2 separate regions of the Gossypium arboreum genome follow, and region 2 is linked to region 1. Evidence: chromatin contacts called from public Hi-C data. All regions are on one chromosome and are shown on one strand. Each heading gives the region's core, a stretch centred on a gene start, on an enhancer-like site or on the middle of the called end of the contact. The rest is flanking DNA. Distances are from core to core; before and after follow the strand shown. Region 1 holds the start of LOC108486475 (zinc finger BED domain-containing protein DAYSLEEPER-like). Region 2 holds the start of LOC108464958 (magnesium transporter MRS2-1).

Region 1 (6,118 bases), core at 1,655-4,154:
AGAAGACTTATAATACGAGCAAAGCAATTTCCAATCAAGAACTGACCATGCAGCATATAAGGGTTCCTCACAGAAAATAGAGCTCTTAGGTTTTGATTTATGTTAACATTTGAGAAGAACTGATCAAAACCAAGTGTAAATAGCCGATTCTCCAATTGCCAATCTGATAGGCAAGACACAACAGCTTGCTGTAAGGCACAGTCTGAATCAGGAGAAGGTACCATGACTACATTAAGCAGGCAGCGGTGCAAATTCCATTCCATATCAATAAACTGTCCTGTTATGAAAACATAGCCCACAGTTTGATTTGAAATACGTAAATCTAACGTAAGGCTTATCCTTCCTGGAATTTCATTGATAAAATTGAGAAGCCTTTGCTTCTCATTCAGGTACATGGCAACACAATCTCCTTGAATGGTATTGAAACTCACCATATTAAACTGAGGTTGAAGAGTCCGTGCAAAATCAATAAAGCCAGGGTGTTCCACAATGTGGAGGGGATACTCGTGCATTATAATCATCTTAGCGATCTCATGGTTGCAGCGTTCCTGGTTAAAAGGGATGTTAGCAAATCCAGGAGTTGCCCGTTGTCTTTTTCTTGGTTCGTATGTAGCAGTTTTAGTGTCTGATGCCTGTTGATTCCTCTGACGGCTTACCGGGCAGATTCCTAAGGCAATGTGTCTCTTGAGGTGGCTAGTTCCAGCTAGCTTTGAACCAGTAATGTAAGCAAAAGATTTCTTGCATTGATTACAGCAGGCCCTGATACATCCATCTCCTACAGTCTCCACAGTGAAATGATCCCAGACAATAGACTTCTTCCTCCTGCGTTTATTGGGCTGTACTTCGGAACTAACAAGGTCATTGTTGTCTGTAGGAGTAATAGGTGTAACCGGAATGATTGCAGTCTCCATCTCAATGTACCGTCCTGCAATGAAGACGAGACAGCAGATGATAAAGTTCTCAAAAGTCAATGAAAAAAACACAAGACAGACACCATGAAGACAGCATATTGTAGTAGAAGAGAATACTACTATTGATGATACCCAAAGGCAAGTTTAGATATTCACAGTAGATTCAAAACTCATAGAATAATGACAAGCTTCTTAGAATGTTTCCATTATCTACGAGACAATAGTTATTCAAATTTACAAAATAACAAACAAGAGCAGGAGTTAACTAATTTTTATGATCCTCAGATAGATATTAGTAACCAGACAAATTTGAAGAGATGGCTTAAAAGACTGAGCAATTGAATATTAAAAGGTATGCAGAGAAGCTGGCTTTACAGTGAACATTAAAACTACAACATTCAGGTTAAAAGACAAACTTGAAATGATTCTAAGCCAAGCCTAGAATTCAAAAAGCCTTCAAGAGTCTACGGTAAACAAAAGCAGATGCGTTTTAGCCAGAAAAATAACAGTTGGAACTTGATAAACACATTAACTAGACTTGGTAACTCAAAGCTGCAAAGTCTAAAGACCAATTTATTCCCACATCTGGACATGAAAGACAACTTAAATAAACCAAAAAATAAAAAACACTGCTCCCATATATCTTGCTAATTGGCAGGATCAAACCCAACTTTTATATACCTAAAAATGTGGGCATGCCCAGATTGATGAGCTAACCTTATCATTATGGACCAAAAAGCCCAGTGGATATGCATAAGCAACTTGACTAAAGTGCCTTCAGCTGAAGTGAAAATCCACAGGTCCCCAACCCAAAGACACAAAAACCAAATCTCTTATTTATCTATTTATTGCCTAAGACCCCCAGTATCAAGCTCTTCCGGAGCACCTAAATGGGAGGAAAGCTTTGTTAGCACCTACTTTCTCCACACAAGATCGAAATTAAGGAACATTGAACTCCTTACCACTCAAGTCCAACAAAAACCAAATCTCTACCTTCCACATGGACTTTGTGCTGGAAAAAACCGTCGTTTGACCATTTATAAATTGAGAAACGAGAACCCACGAAAACAGGAAACAGAAAACGACTGCTTCTCAGAGGATGTAATGAGAAAAATAAATCCTACCACACTCATCCTATGAGTTCTACCAAGAAAAAATTTTCAATGAAACCCCATTGCAACACAAAAAAGGAAATAACTATCAGTCTCACACACTAAGAAGCCCATAAGAAAAGCAATTACAGTGAAATAAATTATGTGGATAAAAAAAGGCGAAAAACTGATTAGAAGATGCACATGAAGCAAAACATAAGCCAAATATGAAAACAACCAAGAAACATAATTTTGATTAACGTAAGCCAATATAAAACCACTAAGAAACATAATTTTGATTAACGCCAAGAATAAAATTTTAAAAAAAAGCCTCACAAAAATAAATACTCAATAAATACCAGATCCAAAAAACTGAAAACAAACTCTAAAATTGCAAAATTAGACATAAATAAACAAAACCCAACATATAAATCGAGGATTAAAAAAATAGTTGATACCTCGTTGTATCACCAACAAAACCCTGAAAGCAGATCCAAAACAACAGTTTCACCGATTTAGAGGCTTGTTTTCACCCGGAGACCGAAGGAATTAAAAAAATAATATATTTGAATTTCCGGTAACAGAGGGAAGCGCAAAGGAGGAAGATGAAGGAGGAGAACAAAGTCGGTTAATTGGGCTGAAGCACCCAAAGGCAAAAAAAAAGGTTCAGAGCTTTGAAGTTTAAAGCTTTTGTTTGTTTGTTTGTTCGCTGTTCGAGCGAGGGAGAGAAAAACAAAACCCTAAATTGGAATTGGACCTGAGCTGGGGTAGCTAGGGCTAAAACTATATATAATCAAAAAGATCTCGAGTTTAGGCCTTTTGAATGAGAGTCAGGGGGGCGAAAGGGGCATTTATGAGAAAAGAAAAAGAGAAAAAATCGTAATTGGATATGGACTGACTGACTCTCTCAAGGTCCAAATTTAATTTTCCTTTTTTTATTCATTCTGTGAAGGCGGTTCCATAGTATTTTTCATCAGCCACCCACTTGGTTTAATCTTGACCGTTCCTTTTACCTATTCATCTCGGCTTACGGTTCTCATGACTCACGGGTAGGTTAAACAATTATATTTTAATTTTCTTAGAAAATTCAAAAATCAAAATTAGACCGAACCTTACTCTAATCATGATTCATCAATGCATTTTTATCTATCTATATACGGTTATAACACGCCCGACTGAACTTAATTAGGAAATGATAAAAAATATATTTCTTACAATCACGTTTTCTAATTAAATTTTTAAAGTAAAGAATTCAACAACCGAATCCACCTCTAATTCATTCAATATCCATAAATTCTTATTTAAATATTATAGTGCTATTATAAATTAGTTAAATAAAATGCATCTTACTTATAATAAATTACACATTTAATCATTAAAACAATCAACAAATTTCAACTATAAAAAATTAAATTATAATATGATGATACATGTTTTCGATTTGTAACATTTTAGTTAATCGCTCATTAACAAGATGATAAAGTGGTACGTAAATCAATATTTTAAAATTAGATTAATAGTCAAATTAATCAAATTATTAATTTTAGTTTAATTGATTTACTGTTTAATAATATAAAATCATAATAATTAAAAAAATAAAAAAAACCTCAAATAAACTTTGGCCTATGCTTTTAAGTTTAATTTAAATTAGCCCACCGTCTTTTAAGTCATAGGACATAACCAACATAAAGTAAGAAAACCTAAAAAATTATTATCGCTAACTCCTTTCAATTCTCACTTGTCCTTTATCACCAAACCAATCTTTCTGACTTCCTCATTTTTCAGCTGCGATGGTCGTCGAAGAAGCAGATGGCTAAAGGCAGCTGAACTGGAGGCTGAAAGAGGGAGATTGGAGACTAAAGAGTGAAGAGAGGTTGAGAGAGTCAGAGAGGCCGGATGGACGAGTGACGAGAGTGGTGGTTGCCCGGGTGGGTGTGGGTCTCAGGTTGTTTGTTTTGATCGGCTTGCGCAGACGAAAGAACCGGTCGGACAGGATTTTTACCGATTTCTTAGTTCACGGTTCAAACGGTTTTTTCTAGTGATCGGACCATTCTCAAATCAACCGAGGGATCCAATTTGGTTTAAATATCATTGACATTAACTTAAGGTGAATAGCTAATTCTACCTCTAAGCTAGTCAATATCGAACCGGTAGATGCATCAGTTTTTTATTAGAATTTTATATGTGCAGGTATTATATCGTTTTGTATTTATCAAATTTTTAAAAATATTTAAAAATATAAAATTAAATAAATTTCAAATATAAAAATATTAATCAATTATATAAAATATCATTCAATAAATTAACAAATAAAATTTCATCCTTTAACAAATTCAAAAAAATAAAAAATCATAGCACATACAAAATATATAAAAGGCTTACTGGTGTAGTAAATTCTCAAATTTTAAAAAAAACTATTTAAGTCCTTTTTCACTCAACTGAGCAATTAAATTTTCAAAATATATCAAAAGATTTTTAAACTTTTTAAAAAAGCAATTAAGTCTGTTTTTTCTCTCAATTTGAGTACTTGAACTTTTAAAATACTTTAAAAGATTCTCAAAATTTTTCAAAATAGCAATTAAGCCCTTGCTCTTATAAAAATTAGAAAAAACTGTAAAAAAATAAATTTTAGAAAATTTATTAAATTTTAATAAGAATATAAAAATTTTGAAATTTATTAAAAATTATAAAAAATTTATAAAAATCGGAAAAATTAAAAATTATAAAATTTTATAAAAATCATAAAAATTTATAAAATGCATCAAAAGTCCTTTATCAATTAACTTTAGCTGTTGATCGTTAAAGTTAACAACTCCTAGTTTTTTAATTAAAGTTATCATGTGTCATAACACAACGTGACATGTATGAAAAATGATAAAAATAAAAATCAATAAAAGTTATAGAAAAATTATAAAATGTTTTTTGATACGATAATTTTTATAATTTTTTATGAAATTTATATTTCTTTATATTTTTAAATATTTTACTTTTTAATATATAAAATTTCATTTTTATTATTTATTAATTTTAAAGTCAATAAACTCTAACAAGTTAGTTTTTATTATTATTTATTACTATAATGGTAAAAGAAGTAGTAAATTTAAATAGTTATTATTATTATTTATGCACCAGATGTTACATGATACTCTGACCGATAAAATTGGAATTGGACGCAATGAGCCAATACAATTTTACAAACTAAAAATTTTATCAATGTGAAAAAATGAATTGATCGTTTTGGTTTACTACTGAAATGGTGTGCATTGATTGGAATAATTAAATCGGTGCAAAACTGACTGTATTGTTTTAAACTATAGCTAAAATATTAGTTTTACACTTTTTTTCAAACTGCAATTCTAAATGAAATTAAAATATTATTTAAAATATAAAAATTATAATTTATTATTTAAAATTATTAAAAATATATATTTATAATTATGCAAAACTTTCATAAAATTCTAGAAAATATCAAATTATTAAATAATTAATCAATAACTATTAAAAAGTATTTTTATTAATATAAATAAATTTTTATTCTACCCAAATAAAATATTTGGTTGAGACTTTTATACCGAAGGATAATTGAGTTTAATATCATAAATCAAATGGTGTAAACCCAATAAAATATAATATATTATATTACAAGTCAAATATTAATATAATAAATTTTTATTTTTATTTAAATAATTTTTTAGTGATTATGCATTCTATTATAAACTATCCACTAATTTGAAAAATTAAATATGATCTCATGTTACTGCACTCTCCCATGGTTTTGTGAATGATAATGAAAATAGTAAAAATATGATAATAATAAAAATTTAAAGCCTAAAATAGTTATCACTTTACACACAAGTATATAAGATGGTTGTCAAATAATAAATTATAATAAATAATTTGATGCAAAGAATTATTTTGATGATCAAACAACAAAGGGATTAAAAACCAACCAAATAAATAGGAAACACATACACAACTTAATTAATTAAACTCACCAAATATCAAATCTAAAAACTAAGAACAACCAAAGAAACAAATAAATGAAGTCTAACTAAGAAAAAAAGAGAGAGTAAAATCACAAGTAATTATTAAAGAGAATCCATAGAAGTTTGGTGG
Region 2 (6,118 bases), core at 2,441-4,940, 340 kb after region 1:
TCTTATAAACAATTCATATATCAAAAATTCCAGATATTCCATATAGTTCGTACGGACTTTCAACTGTTATAACTCAGTCGAAACGAATGCATGAACATAGTTACCATGCTTATACACATTCGACATTAGCATATATTAATTCATATATTTCATTTCAGCATATATACTTTGCATTTAATTAAAATTAAGTACGTCTATTTGCTTATAAACTTACCTCGGACAATGAAAAATCGGTACGAATCGGCTAGTCGACAACTTTAGTTTTCCCCCAATCTAAATCTAATTTTCTCTTTTCTTGATCTAAATTAATATAAATTAAACTTATTAAATCAAATATTCAACCAAATTCATCCTAAAACACACAAATGAGAAAATTACACTTTTACCCTGATATTTCACATTGTTCACAATTTAGTCCCTATTGCATAAAACACAAAATATGCAAAATCTCACAACAAAATAGTTAGGCTGAATTTTCCTTATACTCATAATAGTACATATATTTAATTTATTGCACATTTTAGTCCCTCAATTTATTATTTTTTCAAGTCCTAATTACTCAAAATCATCAAAAACTCCAATACAAAACATGCTAATCTAAAATATATATTTCATATTTCATCATTAAACAACAAAAATCACAAGCTCTCATCAATGGCATAACTCAAAATATTTATCAAAATAAAAAATTTAAGCATGAGTCAGTTAGTACTCGAAGCAACGACCTCAAAAACGTAAAAATTATCAAAAATCGAGTCCAAAATGACTTACCAATTTAACATGCAATTGCCGAACCTCATTTTGCAACCATTGATGTTTTTCTTTTCTTACATTCGGCTATATGAAGGAAAATGGACTAAAATCATGGTTTTTGGTTTTATTTAATGTATCATTTACTTGCCATTTACCTTTTTAACCTTTAAAATAATGCATAATTTCCTTCATGCCAAACCATTAACATCCACTAACATATTAATGGTATAATTGTCATTTAAGGCCATCATATTTAAAATCCAAAGCCAATTGACACCTTTAATAAATAGAATGCAACTTTTGCATTTTTACGCGATTAAGTCCTTTTTACCGAATTAACAACTTAAACGATAAAATTTCTTTACGAAAATTTCACAAAACTATAATATCATGCTGTAAATATTAAAATAATAATAAAATAAATTTTTTGATGTCGGTTTGTGGTCTCAAAACCACTGTTCTGATTAACCTTAAAAACGAGCTGTTACACCCCTAACTTTTTAGAAATTTACATAGCACCCCATTTAAAATGAACTTTATTACATTAAACCCCTTAAAATTTTATATTTTCCCTCTCTCCCTAGACCCAAAAAAAACACCAACCGCTTTTAAAGTTTAATATATATATATTTACCTCTTCAAAAATATCTTTTTTTAGAAGTTTCAAAATTTTAAAACTTTCAAAGGAAGCTACAATAAAAAAAATCATCAATTTCTTTTTAAATAAATAACAACTAAAGAAAAAAATTTACCCATAAAATTAAAAAAAAATCCTAGAACAAACTTAAAAAAGAAAAAGAAAAAAGAGTAGTGGAAGAAAGCAATTAACAAATTGTAAGAGAAGAAGAAGAAGAAGAAGAAGAAGAAAATTTGTCAACATACAACTTTGAGATGTTGCATTTGAGATCTCAATTAGAACACTTTGAGCTTGATATTCGTCAACATACAAATTTGTAGAATTTGTCCTTAATTCTTGTATTATGCCAAGAGTTTATGAAGACAAGAAAGTCAGTCATTTACTCACTTGTTGATAAATTAATTTGACTTTTGTTTCTCTTCCTATTTTAACTACCACTATTGAGTTTCATTTTCTGCTATAAAGATTGTGAAAACAAAACTTGGAAATAAAATAGAAGATGATTATTTAGGAAGTTACTTGATCATATATATTGAAAAAGAAATTGTATAGAACTTTGATGATGATTCAATTATAAATGATTTTTGTGACATGAAAGAAAGGAGATTACAATTTAAAAGTCCAACTTGTTTAGATAGGTGAATGATTTCTCCTTCTTCTTCTTTTTTTATATCATATGGTTACTATATGCAAAATTATATTTTAATTTTGGTTTTTTTCAAATAGTAGAAAAGCATACTAATTTTTGGATTTTGATATGTTAGGTATTATTTATTAAAAATTGGAAGCACAATGCAATTATCATTTTATTCATATTTCAAATCATATATATCTATATTTTAATTATTAAATAATTATACATAAAAATTAATAGCAAAAAAATGTAGTTGCGAATGCTAATACAAATTTGTCCCCTTAAATTGTATTTTTGAACGAAGTGACTCAACATATTAGATACCCATGTTAAATAAGGAAGGGTAAAAAAGACTAACCATTTTCAGACATGAAATTATTGAGAATCGGGACTAGTAGGTTTGATGACTTCGGGGAGTTCTTTGATTAGAAAGAATTATCTTGATTGGTTTGATTCATACTCTACGGAAGTAGAGGGGATCGTAGTGAAGGAGGTTGATTCACAGTCTTCACCCGATATGCTACTTGGTGGATCCTGGTAGCCAAATAGAGAGTTCAACTGTGGGTAGGGAAATATCAAATACAAAAACCTCAACATTTCCTTACACAAACCAAACAAATTGCACCCAGTTCACGCAATTCATCGAACAACTGGCACGTCTCATTCGACTGCCCGTTCCTCCCATAAAACTCAATCAACGCAATCAAAATTACATTATCCGAATGAAACCCATGTTTCATAACAATGGCATAAAAGCAGCATCCCATCCTCAACTTCCCTAAAACCGAACAAGCCTTGATCACAGCAGATAGAGTGAACCTACTAGGCTCAGCTCCTAACCTCAGTAATTCAAAAAACAGTTGAAGTGAACTCTCTGGTCTTCCCACTTTAATATACTCCGAAACCATCAAAATACACGAATTATCTTATTTTACAAGCACCAAATCAAAAACTCTCCGAGTTTCTCTAAAATCAGTACACAGCTTAAAGTAGAGAACAAATAAATTGATATCTATAGAACGATCCATGTGGTGAGCAGATTTAAGATGGGCCGTGAGGAAAAGATTGAAGGTATGTGCATGCTTTCAAGAGGCAAGATTACAGTAAAGGTTTAGGGAAGAGGGTGTTTGGGTTTGGGGGGTTTTAGGAGATGGATTGCAAGGAAAAGATTATCCGGCCTGCACAATTGGAGGATTTGGGATACGACAACAGCTTCATCTCTACTCAACTATGGAAAATCCATCGAGTTAACAAAAAAAACTTGTTGAACTTTATAATTAAAAAAAAATCAGCTCAGAGTTTTGATCCTATACAACTTTTATCCGGTATTCGAGAGTTTATAATGATATATACAAGCAACTGTTGAGTTGAGTTGATGCAAAAAAAAAAAAAAAATTTGGGGAGTGAGTCAGTGCTAGTAATATCCAAATTCTAAAGGAGATTGAATAAGCTGTTTGGAAAATGAAAATGGACTTTTTATGCCTTATTGTAAAATCGGGCTGAGATTTGGAGGGGAAGAAAGGATGAGGAAGAAAAAAAATGATAAGACGGTGGGGCTCACAGTTTTAATTTATTATTTTAAAATCCACGCTATTTATGGTTTAATAGCATAGTGATTAAAATAAACCATTTTATTGGTTTACTAGTAATTAAAAATTTTCTTTTAAAGAACCTCAGGGTCACGACGACTCAGGAGCCGACAAAACTAATAAAAGCAACCAAGAAAAAAAAGGCTCTCCGCATCAGAAATCCTTTTTTAACATCAAAAATTTCAATCATAGATTCTTAATTAAGATTCTCGTCTTAGCTAATTGAGTAAAACTTACACCGCCTTTCGTAAATTTTTTAAACTATTTTATTTTATTTTATTTTTTTTTTTAAACACGTAAAAAATTTCGTATTTGATCCAGGAGTTCTCTTCCTCACTAAATCCTCCTGTTCTCAATCATCCGCTGCTGCCAAGGTACTTTTCCAAATCTAGGGTTTCCTTTTCCCTATTTTCTTTATGTTGTTATAATTTAATTTATTAATCCAATTATTTTTTGCAGTTTTTGATGTGTCGATATTAGCTTATTTAATCAGAGGCTGTGATTATATCTTCTTCACGCTTATCTGAGAGTTAAATCTTAGTTTTATTGATTCGAGGTAAGCTAGTCTCCTTGAAATAATATATACTCTTTTGTTACTGTTTTGTTTATTTATTATGCTTGAGTTGGAATTTAAATAGATTTTGCTCTTTATTTTCAGTTTTCTTTATATTATTATTGTTCTATTTAGTATAATTATAAGGCTGTGGAAGGAACTAGGCCAATTTTTAGGTAGCATTTTTAGGCGATATCCTGATGCTGAATTTTGTACCTCGCATGCTGAATTATTCATGCGTTTGATAGATTTTCGATCTCAGGCTGCAAAAAAAAAAAAAGGAAGTTGCTTTGGTTTCTGATGCATTAATGAACATGGTTAATCTAGTTATGGAATTGTATTCAGGCTTTGAAGTAAAAAGTTCTTGGATTTGATAGTTGGATTACAATATTTGAGTAGCTTTTAGACTTTGTTGGAAAAGTGAGCTTCTTGAGAGTTGAGACCTAAAGCCACTTTTTCTGTTTCCGCCCCCCCCCCCCCCTTCAGAACTGGATTATACAGTGTTGTCGTTAACTGGTTTTGTTATTTGTTTCAGTATTCTGTGATGGCAGACCTAAAAGAGCGTTTGCTTCCACCGAAACCTCAGTCGGCTATAAACATTAGAGATGCTTCCTATCGGCCATCTGCCTCTGGACGCCAGCCTTTCCAAGGCATGGATTTATCGGGGTTAAAGAAGCGGGGCCAAGGACTCAGATCTTGGATCCGTGTTGATACATCTGGGAATTCGCAAATAATCGAGGTTGACAAGTTCACTATGATGCGTCGATGTGATCTACCAGCCCGAGACCTACGGCTTCTTGACCCATTGTTTGTTTACCCCTCGACAATCCTCGGTAGAGAGAAGGCTATTGTTGTAAATTTAGAGCAGATAAGGTGTATTATCACTGCCGACGAGGTTCTACTCTTGAATTCCCTTGATAGCTATGTTTTGCATTATGTTGTGGAGTTACAAAGGCGACTTACAAGTGGAGTAGGTGAGGTATGGCAATCAGAGGGTCCCGAGTTGAACAGAAGAAGAAGCAGTAGGGGTTTTGACAATGTATACGGGAGCACATCCCCTGATTATTTGCCCTTTGAGTTTAGGGCTCTGGAAGTTGCTTTGGAAGCTGCCTGTACATTCCTTGATTCACAGGTGTGTGAAAGTGGCCTAAAACACCTTATTGCATTTGAATTAGACTTGGGATGATAAACCTAAAATCATTCACCCAAGAATCATTCACCTTGTTGACATTTAAAAATATATTAAAAACTAAAAAAGTGGTTGGAAGATCCATCAATTGCAGATTTATATTTTGATTGTTGGGGATGTTGAGCTATGTAAAAATTAAGGAAAATAAATAACACATATAACAGCAAGTCATGAAAAATGTTGCATGTTCTTGTTACTTGATTTTGGCTGAGTTTTTCTGATGTGGTTTAGGGGAGAAAATAGAAGCAATAGGAAGAATTAGGGCTAAACAAACAAGTAAGAAAGAAGGTGAAACTCTAGAAAATTTAGGGTTTAAAAAACCTCTAATTTCTTTATATTAAATCAAAGAAAAATAATAGGAATAATAATAGTTGTAAAGCTGACAACTTATTTATATAGGCTTTTTTTCTTGCAAATAAAGTTACTAGGCCTTTTTGCAAATAAAGTTTTATTTCTAGCCCTTTCTTTAAACCCTTAAGATAACTACTAACCTCTTAGCTGTTTTAATATATCTAACCTGGCTTGGAAAATTGACAGCGGTAAGAAAAGCTTCACCACTTCAACATAAATTTCTTGATAAGCTCCTTGTAGCTCTTCTTACGCCATCCAAGAACTTCCACTGGCTGTTTCAGCAAAAATCTCTAATATCAATTACCCCATTTAAACTTAGTTGCCTTAACATCAACCACATCTTAAATAACCTTTGTTTTAGCTTTAGGAAGCTGCTGCCTATTATCTGAATTTTCAACATCATTTTTGGAGA

The links. Hi-C and Micro-C count contacts between places; a contact is called where the count stands out from the background.
Region 2: a Hi-C map of leaf shows a contact between it and region 1, with 4 times the contacts expected there. The contact joins the promoter of LOC108464958 here to the promoter of LOC108486475 in region 1. A contact is called at or near these places in 2 of 5 Hi-C or Micro-C datasets (both in leaf).

The regions. Positions count from the first base shown.
Region 1 is chr6:75,377,188-75,383,305 of ASM2569848v2, forward strand. It overlaps LOC108486475 (zinc finger BED domain-containing protein DAYSLEEPER-like), which reads right to left and starts at 2,905. Exons shown (of 2, transcript XM_017790540.2): 1 at 2,461-2,905; 2 at 1-925. The coding sequence starts at 911.
Region 2 is chr6:75,715,555-75,721,672 of ASM2569848v2, forward strand. It overlaps LOC108464958 (magnesium transporter MRS2-1), which reads left to right and starts at 3,691. Exons shown (of 7, transcript XM_017765237.2): 1 at 3,691-3,987; 2 at 4,073-4,169; 3 at 4,702-5,298. The coding sequence starts at 4,711.